Linked DNA regions of Anser cygnoides: regions 2 and 3 are each linked to region 1. Evidence: chromatin contacts called from public Hi-C data. All regions are on one chromosome and are shown on one strand. The core of a region is the stretch at or near the end of the contact, and the rest is flanking DNA. Distances in the headings are between cores, read along the strand shown.

The links. Hi-C and Micro-C count contacts between places; a contact is called where the count stands out from the background.
Region 2: a Hi-C map of liver shows a contact between it and region 1, with 13 times the contacts expected there. The contact joins the promoter of RIF1 here to the promoter of MMADHC in region 1. A contact is called at or near these places in 4 of 7 Hi-C or Micro-C datasets (granulosa cells and liver).
Region 3: a Hi-C map of liver shows a contact between it and region 1, with 2.0 times the contacts expected there. The contact joins the promoter of RBM43 here to the promoter of MMADHC in region 1. A contact is called at or near these places in 3 of 7 Hi-C or Micro-C datasets (all in liver).

What each region holds. Positions count from the first base shown.
Region 1 is chr6:40,077,928-40,082,531 of Taihu_goose_T2T_genome, forward strand. It overlaps MMADHC (metabolism of cobalamin associated D), which reads right to left and starts at 2,387. Exons shown (of 7, transcript XM_048081015.2): 1 at 2,114-2,387. The coding sequence starts at 2,122.
Region 2 is chr6:40,308,365-40,312,968 of Taihu_goose_T2T_genome, forward strand. RIF1 (replication timing regulatory factor 1) reads left to right here and starts at 1,900. Exons shown (of 34, transcript XM_048080994.2): 1 at 1,900-2,273; 2 at 3,016-3,094; 3 at 3,683-3,779. The coding sequence starts at 1,915. It overlaps TNFAIP6 (TNF alpha induced protein 6), which reads left to right. Exons shown (of 6, transcript XM_048081011.2): 6 at 1-1,042. The coding sequence ends at 95.
Region 3 is chr6:40,267,993-40,272,596 of Taihu_goose_T2T_genome, forward strand. It overlaps RBM43 (RNA binding motif protein 43), which reads right to left and starts at 2,511. Exons shown (of 4, transcript XM_048081009.2): 1 at 2,251-2,511; 2 at 480-678. The coding sequence starts at 2,253. NMI (N-myc and STAT interactor) reads right to left here. Exons shown (of 10, transcript XM_066999883.1): 10 at 3,757-4,501. The coding sequence ends at 4,313. All of the region lies in intron 2 of LOC136791150 (a long non-coding RNA gene), which reads left to right.

The DNA of each region.
Region 1 (4,604 bases), core at 1,137-3,636:
GTATTTAAGAACACATTATTATCATTTTTATATTAGTAATAGTATTCTAAGTAAAGGAAAAGCCTTAAAAGCACTTAGTGATAGGCCTCCTCACTTTAGGAAAACAAAACTTAAAAGTTTAAATAGCACCACTGAGACCCCATAACCTAGATTAGGTTGTACATGTGAAAAAATTTATGCATTGTTTCCATGATTACCACAATTCAATCATGTCATTCATTATCAGAAATACTGTTAAGTAAGTGCTGATATCCAAAACCTCTGCCCTAAAACTAGCCCGAACATTAGTTAACCTGTAGTCCCACTTCCTAGAAGACTTGAGGGAGACGCAGGATAGCATCCCTACAGATACATCTTGCAGCTCCCATCTAGAAGCACACGTACATATGTGCATACACACATTTCTTCGCCAACAGAGTATGCATACCAACAGCTCTGAGCCATACAGGGGGACATGCATACCAAAACAGGTGGGTATGGTAATTTCTGCTTCTGTATTTTGCTCTTGAAATCCATAAATATTTAACATGTGCAAAACTTCAGCTAGTACAACCAACGTTATTTAGATTTGCAAACTCAGCACATTCACATATTTATAAACAAGTATTACTGCAAACAGATCAGATCAGTACCCTGGGCAAGCTGCCAATAAGCCACAAAACCTTTATGAACACTGCGGTCTTGGAATACACCAGAAAATCTGCTTCACGCCACGGAACTCTACTGTCAACATAACTTTCAATTGCTGAAGATGACTCTGTCAGAAGCTGATTCAGCCACGCAGCAAACGATGCAATGCTATCTCCCTGAGCACGCAAATGGTCTCAGCAAAGGGCTCCAAAGAGCTGCTGGCTCCTCACCACAAGGATTAACTCTGAAGCCTGATGATGGTGTGCATCTCAAGCAGCAGCACGAGCAACTGTCACTGATCTTTTTTTTTTTTTTGCGAAAAAAAGAAAACATCCAGGTGACCCAATTAAACAGAATGGCATAATCTATTTTTTATGCTTTAAAAACAGACGGGTTACTTTCATGACACAGTTCCACACACGTAACAAAAGTAACCCATCATACACCCAAAAGGTAAAGCATAATTTAAAAGATCTTAAATCTACAAAACACACATCCCTGGAAAACGTAACCGCTCCCCGCTATAGTCAATGTGTTTTCATAAAACTTCATTTCCCAATGAGAGAAAGAAATTATTTTGAGAAACGTTTCAGTTTTTGAGAAACGGGTTCTTCCTCAAATATTGTATTCTTGATCATATAGGAGTTTACCCATATGTTTACCACTAAGTATGTAACCAAAAAGCTTATTTCCAAAAAAGTAAGAAAACTGTACTACTCACATGTTTTGATAAAGACTCTATTCAAACTGTCAGGACCTCAGCCAATAAATACCTGCTCCTTCCATACTACCTCCACACAAACATACAGTGTCTGATACATCTTACTAACATCACGACGACTCAAACACGTTAACACACAGTTAATTTACTAACATTATCAAGTTTTTACAGTTAAGGTCTTAAGCTGTCTAGGTCTAAAACAGCAGGTTTAAAAGATTTGTGTAACAAAAACAAACCCTGCTGATCCCACTTGAACCTTTCCCTTACCATGTAAAAGCACTACTGAAATAAGTTATTGTGAAACAAACGCATATATTGAAGTATACACAGATTAAAGTATACAGAAACAATTATCGATGACACATAATCACAAGAGAAACATTTTTTCCTTATCAGCAGGTTCATTTAAGGCGGAGATGTTACCACTCTTTATCGATACGTTGATTTAGCTCACTACTGCAAATATTTACATACCTGGCGTCACCCCAGTAAAAAATCCCGCTGAGACCAAAGAACATTCCCGTCTCGGTGACAAAACAAACCAGATCAGTAAAGTATGTTTTATGTTTCAGTCTGAAAGCACCCCAGTGAACTTAAAGGCTTCACCTTAACACATGATACGCTTCGGGCGCTCAGAGGGGAGAAGGATGACACTCCCGGCGACCTCTTCTTGAGAATTATTATTATTTTTTTTTTAAAGGCTGCTTTGAAGGGGGGAGGAAGACGGGGGCGCCCCCGAGCCGCCGAGGGGGGGTTGCTCACCTTGGCCATCGCCGCCGCCCGGCTGCCCCGGCCCGGCTCCCCCTGCAAGAGAAGCGAACGCAGCGGCCCTGAGGCGCCCGGCCCGGCCCCGCTCCCCCCTCGGGGCCGCCCCCCGCTGCCCTGACAGCGGCCTCCCGCGGCGACGCCCGCTCCTCCCAGGCACACGGCGGCGGGGACCGAGGGGCACCGAGGGGGACCGGAGACCGACGGGGGCCAAGAACCGCCCGGCTCCGCTCCGCTCTTCCTACAAAATGGCGGCCGCCGCCGCCCCGCGGCGCTCCCCCTCAGCCGCCTCCCCGCCCGCCGCCAGGCCCGGCGAGTTGCTCCGCCGGCACGTCGATCAGACCGCCTGGGGCCGGCGGCGGCGGGGTTTTCCTCGGGGCGGCCGCCGCCATGTTGTCCCCTCAGAGCCCGCCGCCTTTCTCTGCCTCCCGCCCGCCCGGGCTGCGGCCGCCACCAGTCTCGGGCACCCCTGGGCGCAGCGCCCTGCCGTGGGGTCCCTCACGGGAGCCGGGGGAGCCGGGGCCGGCTGCGGGGGGCGGCGCAGTGCCCGCCCGGGGCGCCAGGGGTCAGCAGCGCAGCGTGCTGCCGGCCCGTCCCCGAGCCGGGCGCTCGGAGGGCCGTGAAGTGTGGCAGGGGGAGAGGCGGTGTTACCGGGGCGAATAAACCGGGAGGCTTCCGTCTCCCCCCAGGCCATTAGGTGCCTTAAAAGTCAGAACTGGGAGCAAAAATGCCATTTCTGCTGACAAAACATGTCCTCGAAGGACGATCCGTAGCTTCCTTCAGTATCTTCAATAAACCTTCCTTCAACAGACCAAAGTTTGTGTTTATTTTTTCCCTCACTTCATCTTTATGGACTGCCTTTTCTCCCTAGTCCTAGGTTTTTGGGATATGCAGTGGCATGAGCTTGCAAGCAAGTCTTCACTTAAAATAAACTTTTACATTACAAACTGTATTTGTGCTGAGGTAATTCCCTGGGTTAAAGTCTTAATTTTTTATTTATGTACTTGCTGCTACATGAAATTAATTAACTGCAGAAGTTACGAGCACATACTGGCAGCCCCGCAGTGCAACAAGCTGTGTTTGGGGGCACGGCCTTGTTGCTCCCAGAGAAAAACAGAAATAGACAGTTAATATTTATTATTTCATGCCTACTGACTATATGTATTCTATTCAGTAGGTAAATCGCTATCCACAGAAAGTGTTGAACATAAATACGACATTAGTGTGGCTCAGTTAGGGTGCTGATCCCAAAGCCATCTCCACACACATTACAAATGCCTATGTTCCCGCTTCATTCACAGAATCAGGCTGGTTTTCTTTCACATCTTCAAAATGTTTTATACTTTCACAGCTCTATGACCTTGGTTCAAATTGGCATCCTTTCGTTTTTAAGTCTCACCTGGAACATGAAGTGTTTGTCCTCTCTGGCCTGAGATGTGTCTGTAAGAGGGATCATCTTAGGTCCTTCTTTTTCATCTTAGGTCCTTCTTTTTCATCTTTTTCATCTTTTTTTTTTTTTTTTTTTTCCCATGCTTATTCCACATCCAAACACTTTGTCCATCATACCATATCTACCAGTTGGAGTTGGACTCAATGATCCAATGGGTCCCTTCCAACTTGGGATATTCTATGATCCTATACCAACTCCACAATTGCTTGTATGCTGCATCTTTCCAGCTTTTCTAAGAAAGCTCTAGTGCTCAATTTTCTAATTTGGAGGCTGGAATAGCCTTCCAGAGGCACTGTACTGAACAACCTCATTGTCTTTGTCTACAAGTTCACTCTGTTTTGTTTGCCTAGCACGGCGATCACCCTCTGTGTCTTACCTTCTCGTAAATCTTGGCAAGAATGGAAAGGGGAAAGGAGAAAGCTTTGTAGCTAGCTTAAGACTCAGCATTTTGTTTTCAGGTAGCTTTTTTATCCCTTTTCCGATAATGTGATTTAATTTAGATCATGAGTTCTTTGAGGCAAAAACCTCCCTACTTGCGTACGTGGAAACTGCTGTGCATACTAATGGAACAACTTAAATGCTGAATTAAAAATGTCAGGGGAGATGTGCCCCAAACCAAATCTTTAAAGCTAGTATAAAAGAGCTGTATTGCTGTTTGCTTCTGCAGTAGAGGGGAAACACACAAGCCATGTCGGAATACTAGCATTAAGATCCTTCTTTCTTATTTTTTGCCACTTCTTTGCTGTCTGTTCAAAGCAGTGATGTTGGTTAAGGAAAGAAAAATTTAATCTCTTGCCTTCAAAATAAAAAAGATTGGGTGTTCAAATCCCTCAGTGAATGTGCAGCTTAATTTACTTTCACTATAAAACATATTTCTGGGCAGTTTTGATTTTGCTTTGCTGCTGGGTTGTTGGTGTAAACCAATTCTAAAGGTTGGAATACATAAATAATAAAAATAACAAAATTATTTTCGATGTTGATAGTAATAATATTCAGCCCTCCAATGTTCTTACTTTAACAAATTTCTGCTAATTTTAT
Region 2 (4,604 bases), core at 650-3,149, 230 kb after region 1:
TTGCTGTAGACATGCCTTCAAAGTCAGGTGATGGAAAGAATACAACTTCCCAAGGAAAAGCAAACTTATTACCTGGAAAGTTTGGTATCATGTAAGCAGAGTAACATGATATGCTCATTAGGAAACGTGTTTTAGAACCCAATTCAGACATCTGTTTCTTCAGATAAGACAGACATATGGTCATTTCCTTCATATCTTCCTGACTTTTTATTTTCTGTTTTATATAAGTTTTGTTAATAAAGTATACTAGGAAATAAATTATAAAATGTATTTACATGAATGCTGGAAGACTATTTTTAGATTTCTAGACCTGTAAAAAACTGAAGAAATCACTGTTACCAAAGACTTTAAAGCTATTTTTGTATATAAACTGTTCCTTTTCCTTATATCTTGCACAGTTTGAACAAACTTGTTGTGACCAACGTTTCAAATATTTTTAAACCTAATTTGCTGTTCTCTCCTTATTTCCTTGGTTTCCACATATTTATTTTTTAGATTGTGGCTGTATTTCTTCCTGTTCTCTACACTATTTTTTTTTTAATTAACTAATTTCCCTGAGTTCAAAAGGCCTTTGGAATTCATTTATTCTGAAGATGCATAAATTCATCCTGTGGATGGCCTAGCAGCCACCCATGTTACTGTCTGAAGTCAGAAGGCTGTGAAGCAGCATGGAAAGCGCAGGATCCATGACATTATCAGTGTAATTTTGTTGTGAGATGAATCAGAAAGTACTCTAGAAATTTTGTCAGCGTCTCCTCATGCGGAGAAGAGATGTTCATGTCTTTCCACTTGTCTGATTTCACTTCATAAAGAACCAAATGAAAGACTTGATGATAAAACTGGAGAGATGAAGCATCGAAAGAAATTACGGACAACCAGCAAATCCATTCTGAAGATGCTGTCGAGATGCTGTATGTTTACACGGGTTTTAAGACTGTACTGTTTTGAATTGATAAACACAAATCATTTTCTGTACGTTCTCAACTTCAGTTTAAGTTCCTCAGTCTGAAGCAGCATTAAAGCTACCTCTGTTTTAACCTCGTCCTGAGTTTCCAATGATGTATTTTGATTCCGTGAGAACTTTTCAGACTGGGAAGGCCTTTTTTTTTTTTAAGTTAAAGCAGTCAGTAAGCTGCAACATGTCTCGGTTTGGTGCGGAGGGCCGTGCCCCAGCCCTGCCTTAGGGACACCTCGAGTTCTTGAGAGGGGAGTCTCGGGTCACGGCTCTTTTTTATTTTTTTTCATTTTTGAGTGTGTATTGCGCTAATTTCCCTGGGAATACGGTTCTAACTCCCGGCCTAAGAGAAGGGCACAGGGCACATGGTTGGCCCCAGCACCCGGTGTGAGGTGAGAGGGGGCGGGCGGCTCGGAGGAGCGGCATTTTACGACCCCGCCGCCTGCCGGCCGCCCTCAGCCCCCTCACGCCCTCCTCCCGAGGACCCCCGGGGGCCGGTGACCGGAAGCCGGCGTGAGGAGAGCCGCCGGGACGCTGCGGGGCGAGACGGAGCTGGGAATGCAAGGTGGCCACACGGCGATAGGGGCTTGGTGGGGAAAGGGCTCCTCAGCGTCAGACATTGCTACGGGGAAACGGCTTGGGGGGGGGGTGCCCGTAGGGCTGAACCGGGTGGGCTGCGGGGCACCCCTCGCGTTTCAGGTTTATGCAGGGCGCTTTCTGTGGGGCTGGCGCTGTGAGCAGGGCTGCGAGCCGCTCGTGTTTTTATTTCCAGCCGCAAACGAGCGCCTCGGAGCGTGACCGCGGCCGGAGGAGCCGCAGCGTTACCAGGACGCGGCCGAGCACGCCGCGGCCGAGGCGGAGCGCCTCGCCGCCTCAGGTGACGGACAGCCCCTCGCCCCGCCCCCGCCGCCCCCTCCGCCAATCCGCAGCGGGCCCCCGGCGGGCGCGGGAAGCGAGCGATGGCTCGGCGCTCGGCCGCGCGCGGAGAAATCGCGTGGCGCCGCTCGATGCTCTCCGCCTCGGCCCCCAGCCCCGGCTCCCCGCGCTCCCCATTGGCCCAGCCGCCGCCGCCCGGGCCCGCGCGCCGCCCGTCCCGCGCACGCCGCCATCTTAGGCCGGGAGGCAGCGGCGCGGCCGCGGGCGGGGGGCTCGGGGCAGGGGGCTCGGGGCCGCCGCCGCTCGCCGCGCCGCAGGAGGCCCGGCCCCCGGCCCGCCGCACCATGAGCGCCGCCGCCGGCCTGCGGCCCCTGCTGGAGACGCTGGAGGACCCGGCAGCCCCGCCGGGGGAGCTGACGGACGCGCACCTCGCCATCGTCAGGTGGGCGCGGGGACGGGGGGAGGGCAGCGGGCCGCTCGGCGCTCGGTCGGGCTTCGCGCGGCGCTGATCTGAAGCGATCTCCGCGCCTAGAGGCCGTGCCGGCCGTTATCGCGTTGTCTGCTGGGCGAGCACGCTTCCTAAGTCTGCTCTGAGCTGGGGGAGACCGGTCCTGAATGGTTCGTAGGGCAGGTGCGGCTCCTCTGCACAGCTGGCCCGTGGTACGTGCAGGCACTGCTGCCAAGTGTCAAACCAGAACTCCCCCAAACTCAGAGCCTGCATCTGGAACGGCGCTTGAGGAACCTGCTTTCAGCTCACGTGCTTCTGCTCGTCCAACTTCCAGTAGTGGCATGAAGTTTCACGTTAACCATTCCATGTTTGCTTAAAAAATTAAGATTAAAAACCGTAATGTTTTCACATCCCATAAGCACAAAATATGTTGTTAGTCACTTCGCTTTTTCCAGTACACCAGCACGCACGTACTTCATAACGCACTATTTTATTGGTATGTCAAGCAACGTGCTGACTGCCTCTTCTGTGCTTCACCATCTTCTGTTTTAACTTCCTAAGGAATGAAGTAGTTCCCTGATGTCCTGGTTTAACTCCGTCCTAGCTGAAACCAGGACACCTAACCACTGTCTTTAAACTCACTAATAAAGTGTGCGTTATAGGAGATTTAAAGCTATGTAGATGATAACAAGTTTAATGGGCGAATGTTGCTTGTTTTCCCTTCTGCTCTGTAAAGTCGCTTGACTGGTGAGGAAGGCAAAGAATTCACTGCTGATGTCAGAAGACTCTTTCCTCAACTTTGCAAAGTGTTTAAGGTATGTCTTTTCCAGATCAAAGATACGTTCAAGGCCGGACTAAGACTTGAACATGCGTTCATGTAATTAAGAATTCAAGCTAGTAACATAGCATTAAGGGTGTGTTCGTGAAACGTTTCTTCAATGTTATTAGAAATTACTACAGGGGAAAAAAAAAACCTTAGGGACTGGGATGACCTCAGGCAGGTGTTATGCAGTCAAATCAAATCTTCCAGGAAAGATACCACGTGTATATATTAAATGTCAATTTTTTGAAAGATTACTGTAAAGACTGTCTGTTTTTTCGCACATTTTAGAACAGAGTCAAGTGTTAGTGCAGGGAAAAGCAAGGAAGTAAAGAACTTCTGATGTCTAGCACATTCTTCAGTAAAGATGTCTAAATTACAGAGAACAAAAATGTCTTCAGAACTTCAAATTGTTTTAATGATCTGGAGTGCGTATAAACAGGAAGGCTTTCCTACATGGGTGTATTTTTCATCAAGCATTCATTTTTGACAGGTCTCTTCAGCAGGCATTGGTATTAAGACAGTTAATACTTTACGTCTGTTTTGTAAGCTGATATTTTACATGCGTTTAACTTTCTTTCAGGCACATATCTCTAGCGCAAATTCAGAGCTAAGTAACGCGGCATTACAGGCCTTAGGATTCTGCGTTTTTAATTCGAAGATCACGTCTGAGTTATCAGGTAAGCGAACCAACTTCGGTGTGCTTGTTGGTAATGTATATCTCTATACCATAGTCCTTCTTTTATTTCCTTGTTAGTATATACAGCAATTTTGGAAAATGTTACTGTTCCCAAGTGATATAATAGTTTTATCTCTAGATCGGTGTGATCAGATCACTAATTCCATCTTGTGCAAAAAAAAAAATAATAAAAAAATCATGCAATTACATTAATACTGGCCTACTACCTGTTTGATTGCATGCTTTGGTAGCAGTCAGGTTCTGTAATTGTTTTCTGGAATTTGCAATCAAAAACCTCCCAAGTGGAAAAATAATGAAGAACATTTTTTTTCTCTGTAGAGCGTAGGCCTGCCTGGTAGTGCTTTTCAGTGTTTTTCAGTGTTCACCTGGTAATTCCTGTTTGGTACATGAAAACAGGTTATTTTGAAATGTTTAATAGCACAACATTTAAAGCACTCCAAAATCTTACGGCCTACGTTCCTGGAAGATGCTAAATCCCTGTAACAGCAGGTTTCAGTGCTGAAAACATGAGGCTGTGCCTCAAGGTAAAACCATTGGGTTTTGTTAATCCAGGAGAGCTGATGTTCAAGTTGGCTGGCCCTCAGGAGGTACCTTGACAGGTTCCAGGGGTCAGGCGTATCTAGTCACAACGGTGTGGTCAGAAGCAGCTTGATGCCAGCTGTCTGTGTGCGTGTGGACAGGTTGCGTAGTGGTGGAAGGTGAAGGCTAAACTTGTCACATGTAGCTGGTCAGAGAGCATTCTTACACGATGCTTTTTCTCAGTTTTTCTATTTATATTTTCCAGTGTTTCATGCCTTTCTATTAC
Region 3 (4,604 bases), core at 1,261-3,760, 190 kb after region 1:
TTGTTCTGCAGTAAGATAATGCATTATTACCAGTCTGATGGTGGAACACTTCGTGGGTGTTTTCTTCTTGATGCTTTCCCCAACAATTTCCCATACATACACACAGGTGATTCAATACTCTTGCCTAATATTTTATGCATTAGTCAAAAGTGCTGAGAGAGAGATGGAAGGCTGTCTTTTTACAACATTAATTGTCAGGGATTTATTCCCAAAGGCCTGACTACAAAAATCATGTTATGCATGGTATAAATTTATTTCTAAAAACAAACAAAACAAACACTTTGCACAAAGCCTCTTCAGAGTCATGACTTCACTGAACAGAAATAAAATCCTAAAACTCTGACTAAGAGAGAGGTGTTAGTCTCCCAGACACACAAAATCCTAGTACCAGTAAACAATTTATAATCATTTGTTTTAGGGTAAACAATCTAGGGTTAATTCCTGGGGGAACATTTCCTGCAGCATATTAGAGTCAATACCTTCTTGATCTTCAAAAGTTATATATGCAACTCCTTTTTCCATTGTTGGATATATTATGTCTTCCACATCTCCACCATTATTCTTTGACTTTTGGAAATGAATCACCAGTATGTCACTCATGACATCATCCTTCAGAATGCCATCTGGAACACCAGAGATGACAACTGTCCTTGCTGATTTAGCTGCTCGTCCCGTGTCCTGCACATAGAGAAATGGGGTACTGTAAGCACAAGGAGTACCAGTGACCTGCCGTAGTGGTTACCCACACCCACCCTAACTGCTGAAGTGACTCCCCTTCATTTTAGTCAGACAAGTTCCCCTTTTCATAGATAACTAAGACTGCTGAATCAGATTCTGATTTCAGCGAATACCAGACTCCCTCAGGCACTTCTATGTTACTGTGCAGTAAAAAATGTGTCATTTACACACTCTCGGTATCCTCATTTGTTAGAGCAATAAAAATTAGAACTAAATTTAACAGCTTCCAAACGAAAGGCCCAGTGTCACATGGGTAAGATTGTTTACTCTAATATTCAAGATTGAAAGAAAATGAAAAATGTTAATTGCATCAATAAGCATTCTCTTTTCAGAGTGGCAAGGTCAGATTCAGACAGTCCTTACTTGTTAAATTCATGAGAGCTGGGATCTAGCATTATGCTCTGACTCATCTCTCTCCACTTATTCAATGGACAACCTTGTTAAATTGGAAGAACATAATCCCAGTCATCTGAGACTCGCAGTGCGTAAAATGACTACTACACACATGATTTTCATCAGAGCCAGACCTCCCAATGCTGCAAACATGAAACCCATCCTAAATAGGATTTGCATCTATGTCTTGTTAAGGCAAGTGTATTTTCTTTCCACTCTTATTAGGCAGAAATAATAAACAGCATTATTTCACTGGAAATATGGCAAAATCACCATAAACGGTGGGACACTGAGGAAATTTTGTAACAGTTCATTAACTTTTTTGGAAGAAAGAAAATAGTTTAGTATGTTTGCATGGAGTGTTTATGGGAACAAGTTGTCAATAACTTCAGAGCAACTATTCCAGGTCAATCCCTCAGTCTGCATTCTTCGGGCATCTCTTACAAAGTTTCTTCTGGACTCGGGCTGTATAAAATATTGAAGCCTGCCTGGCACTTAGGAGGCCTGATTTTAGCACCCGTCCAAATAAAGGGCTAGGCACTCCGGTTGTGTCGGTAATTATTCCTAGCAACGTTTGTGCAAACAGCAGGTTCCTGCACTAACGAGACAGCACGGAGAGAATACAAACAGGGCGCTTCGGGGGCTGGCGAGGCTTTATGCAGGATTTTCTCCTGCCTCACGCAGCCGGGGCGCTCCAAGCTGCCAGACAGCCCCCACACCTTGCCAGCTGGCTCTTCGGAACAAAAAACCACGACGAAAACGCTGGGGATTTATGCTGGGATTTATGCCGAATCGCTTCTGAGGCACGTACGCGCCCGGTGCCTGCCGCGGGACTGCGGGGCGGGGCGGCAGGAGGTGCTGCAGGGCCACACGGGCACAAAGCCGGCTCCCGGAGGGGGGCACCCGGGCTGCCTCACGACCCCCCGGCCGTACCAGCCCACCTCACGACCCCTCACGGTGCACCAACCCGCCCCAAGCCCCTCCGGCCATGCCCGAGGGCCCGGCGGTGCGCTACCACCCGCCGCCGGGCCCGCGCCCTGCCCCGGCCTCAGGGCGCCCCGCCGCCATTTCGCGACCCCCCCGGGCGGCCCCTCCGGCCCTGCCGCCGCTGCCACTTGCCATGGCCGTCGCTGTGCCGGCCCCCGGCGGCCCGGGGAGGCGGCTGTCCCCGGCCACCGCGGCTGCCGGAGCGGGGAAGCGAAAGAGAAAGCGATGGGCGGGCGCCGGGAGGGCCGGGCCGGGCCGGGTGCCCGCCTCTGCGCTGCCGTCTCCTTCCCCCTGACGGCGGCCAACGGTGAATTCCCGGCAGGGGGAAGGAGAAGGGCAGTGCTCTTTGCAGCGACATCGCCTAAGTGCTGCATTTTCATCACTAAAACCGTATTCCGGCCTTTACGTGGCACAGCTAGTGCTGCAAAATAAACTTTTATCAATTCATCAGTGAGAAAATCGAAATAGAGCGTTTTAGAATGTTAATTAAAATCTCATCTTGATTTTGTGCGGTTAAAGCCTGCTTCTTCTCACTTCTCCCACACACAGTGAGACCACAGGAGAATTTTAAATGTTTTCCTTTTTCAAGGACTTCTTTCTCAACGTTTATCAGTGAGGTATGGTTAAAATTACTGACAGTCTTCGTCAAGTTTTCCTCCTCTTTTCTTTTTAAGGCGTTTGATCTCATCGATATTTTAGGACTGTTACAGGCAAAAGCACATAATCCCCATAAACAAATCATTCCCCTTTCCTTTTTTTTCCTATTTCACAATTGCCAGATAATCAATCCCTGCCTTTGCACGTACTAAACAGTAAGAGGAGCTACAGTCACACGTATCTCTCCCACCAGCAAAGTCAGCTGTGGTGCTAGCAGTCTTTTAGTTTCCTATATGTATTTGTTGTCTATTAAAAGTTTCTCTTAGAATTCCACCTGAGATATATTTGTAGTGCTTCCCTTAAAGTGCTTTTTTTCTGCATACTGAGATGTCAAATACTACAGAAGGGAGTTAGAGCGGCCTTCCAGTACCTCAGGGGGCCTACAGGAGAGCTGGGGAGAGTGCTGGAGTGCAGGGATAGGACCGGGGTAACGGCTTTAAAGCAACAGATGGCAGCTTTAGATTAGATATGAGGAGGAGATATAAGTCTTTACTCAGAAGTGAGGCCCTGGCCAATGCTGCCCCATCCCTGGTGGTGCCCGAGGCCAGGCTGGATGGGGTTTGGGGAGCCTGGGCTGGGAGAGGTCCCCACCCAAGGAAGGGGTTTGGAACCAGGTGGGCTTTAAGGTCCCTTCCAGCCCAAATCCCTCCGTGGTTCTGTGTTAGAGCTGTGATACTTGGAAATTAAGATTATTGGTGCCATACTGTTTTTGCCCCCGAGGATGGCAAATAAACATGAGCACAGCAGAAAAGTAAAAACATCCACCTTTGGACAAGAAATCCTTCTCTGACTTTGCAATTCCGTTTTATTTCAAAAATCTGAAAGGATAAACTGGAAACAAAAGGGGAAGTTAACATGCTGAAAAAATAATTCCTCCTAAAGTTTGTACGCCTTTTTCAAATGACCTGTCTAATACACACCCTCACAGAGCTGGCAGCCTGGCCAGTCACATGCAACTAAATAAATTCCTCAGACCCAGTGTTCAGCATCAGATTTTTTAATCCAGCACTGTTACAAAGAAGTCTGTTTTAAAGAATCATCTGAAGTCTTAACTGTAGTATTTTCAATTTGAAAAAAAAGGAACAAAGATGTAATTGTAGAAACAAATATTAAACAATAAACCAGGCTATTGATTTATGAGAAGTTCAATAGCATTTGGATCAGATCCTAGAGGAAGTATCAAGGAAGTAATAGCATTTTGACAGCTAAAAGCAGTATTTTATTTTTTTTTCCAATCAGTAAAAGTCCACAGGTTTCCAAAACGCAAATTTTAGATTAAGTTTTATGTGCTGGTAAGGGTTTTTCCTTGACTTTAACCAGGAACATCTGGAACACAAAGCAGTACATTTTACCGAATTTCTATGCAAAGTCTGTGCCATTAAACAAATGAGAAAGACAGGTAGTTCCCTTTTCAGATATAAATTTCTGAACATTTAAGCACAATTCTACAAGAAGTGTTGTTGTAACTTCCTGCGTCTCGGATGAAACAAAAAGTCAGAACTTCATGAGTTTGATCTCCCATTTTCCATTTGGCATTCTAAGCGTCCTCCTCAAAGCAAACCCATGTAGCTCCTTTTGATACGTATTTGATTCTCTCTGTTTCTCCACCACCATTACTAGGCTTTTGAAAATGAATTTCAATCATGTCCTGTACACTTTCCTCATCATCTTCAGTCTCTGCAATTCCTTTCAGCAGAATGGAATTCTTAGAAATCCCAGAATAGAGCTGTTTAAGACAGAAAGAGAAAGTTGTATTATACATCAGCTGTCACACGTACATCTAAAGGAGTTGACAGATACTGGAAATAAACATTCTCAATCAGCTATGG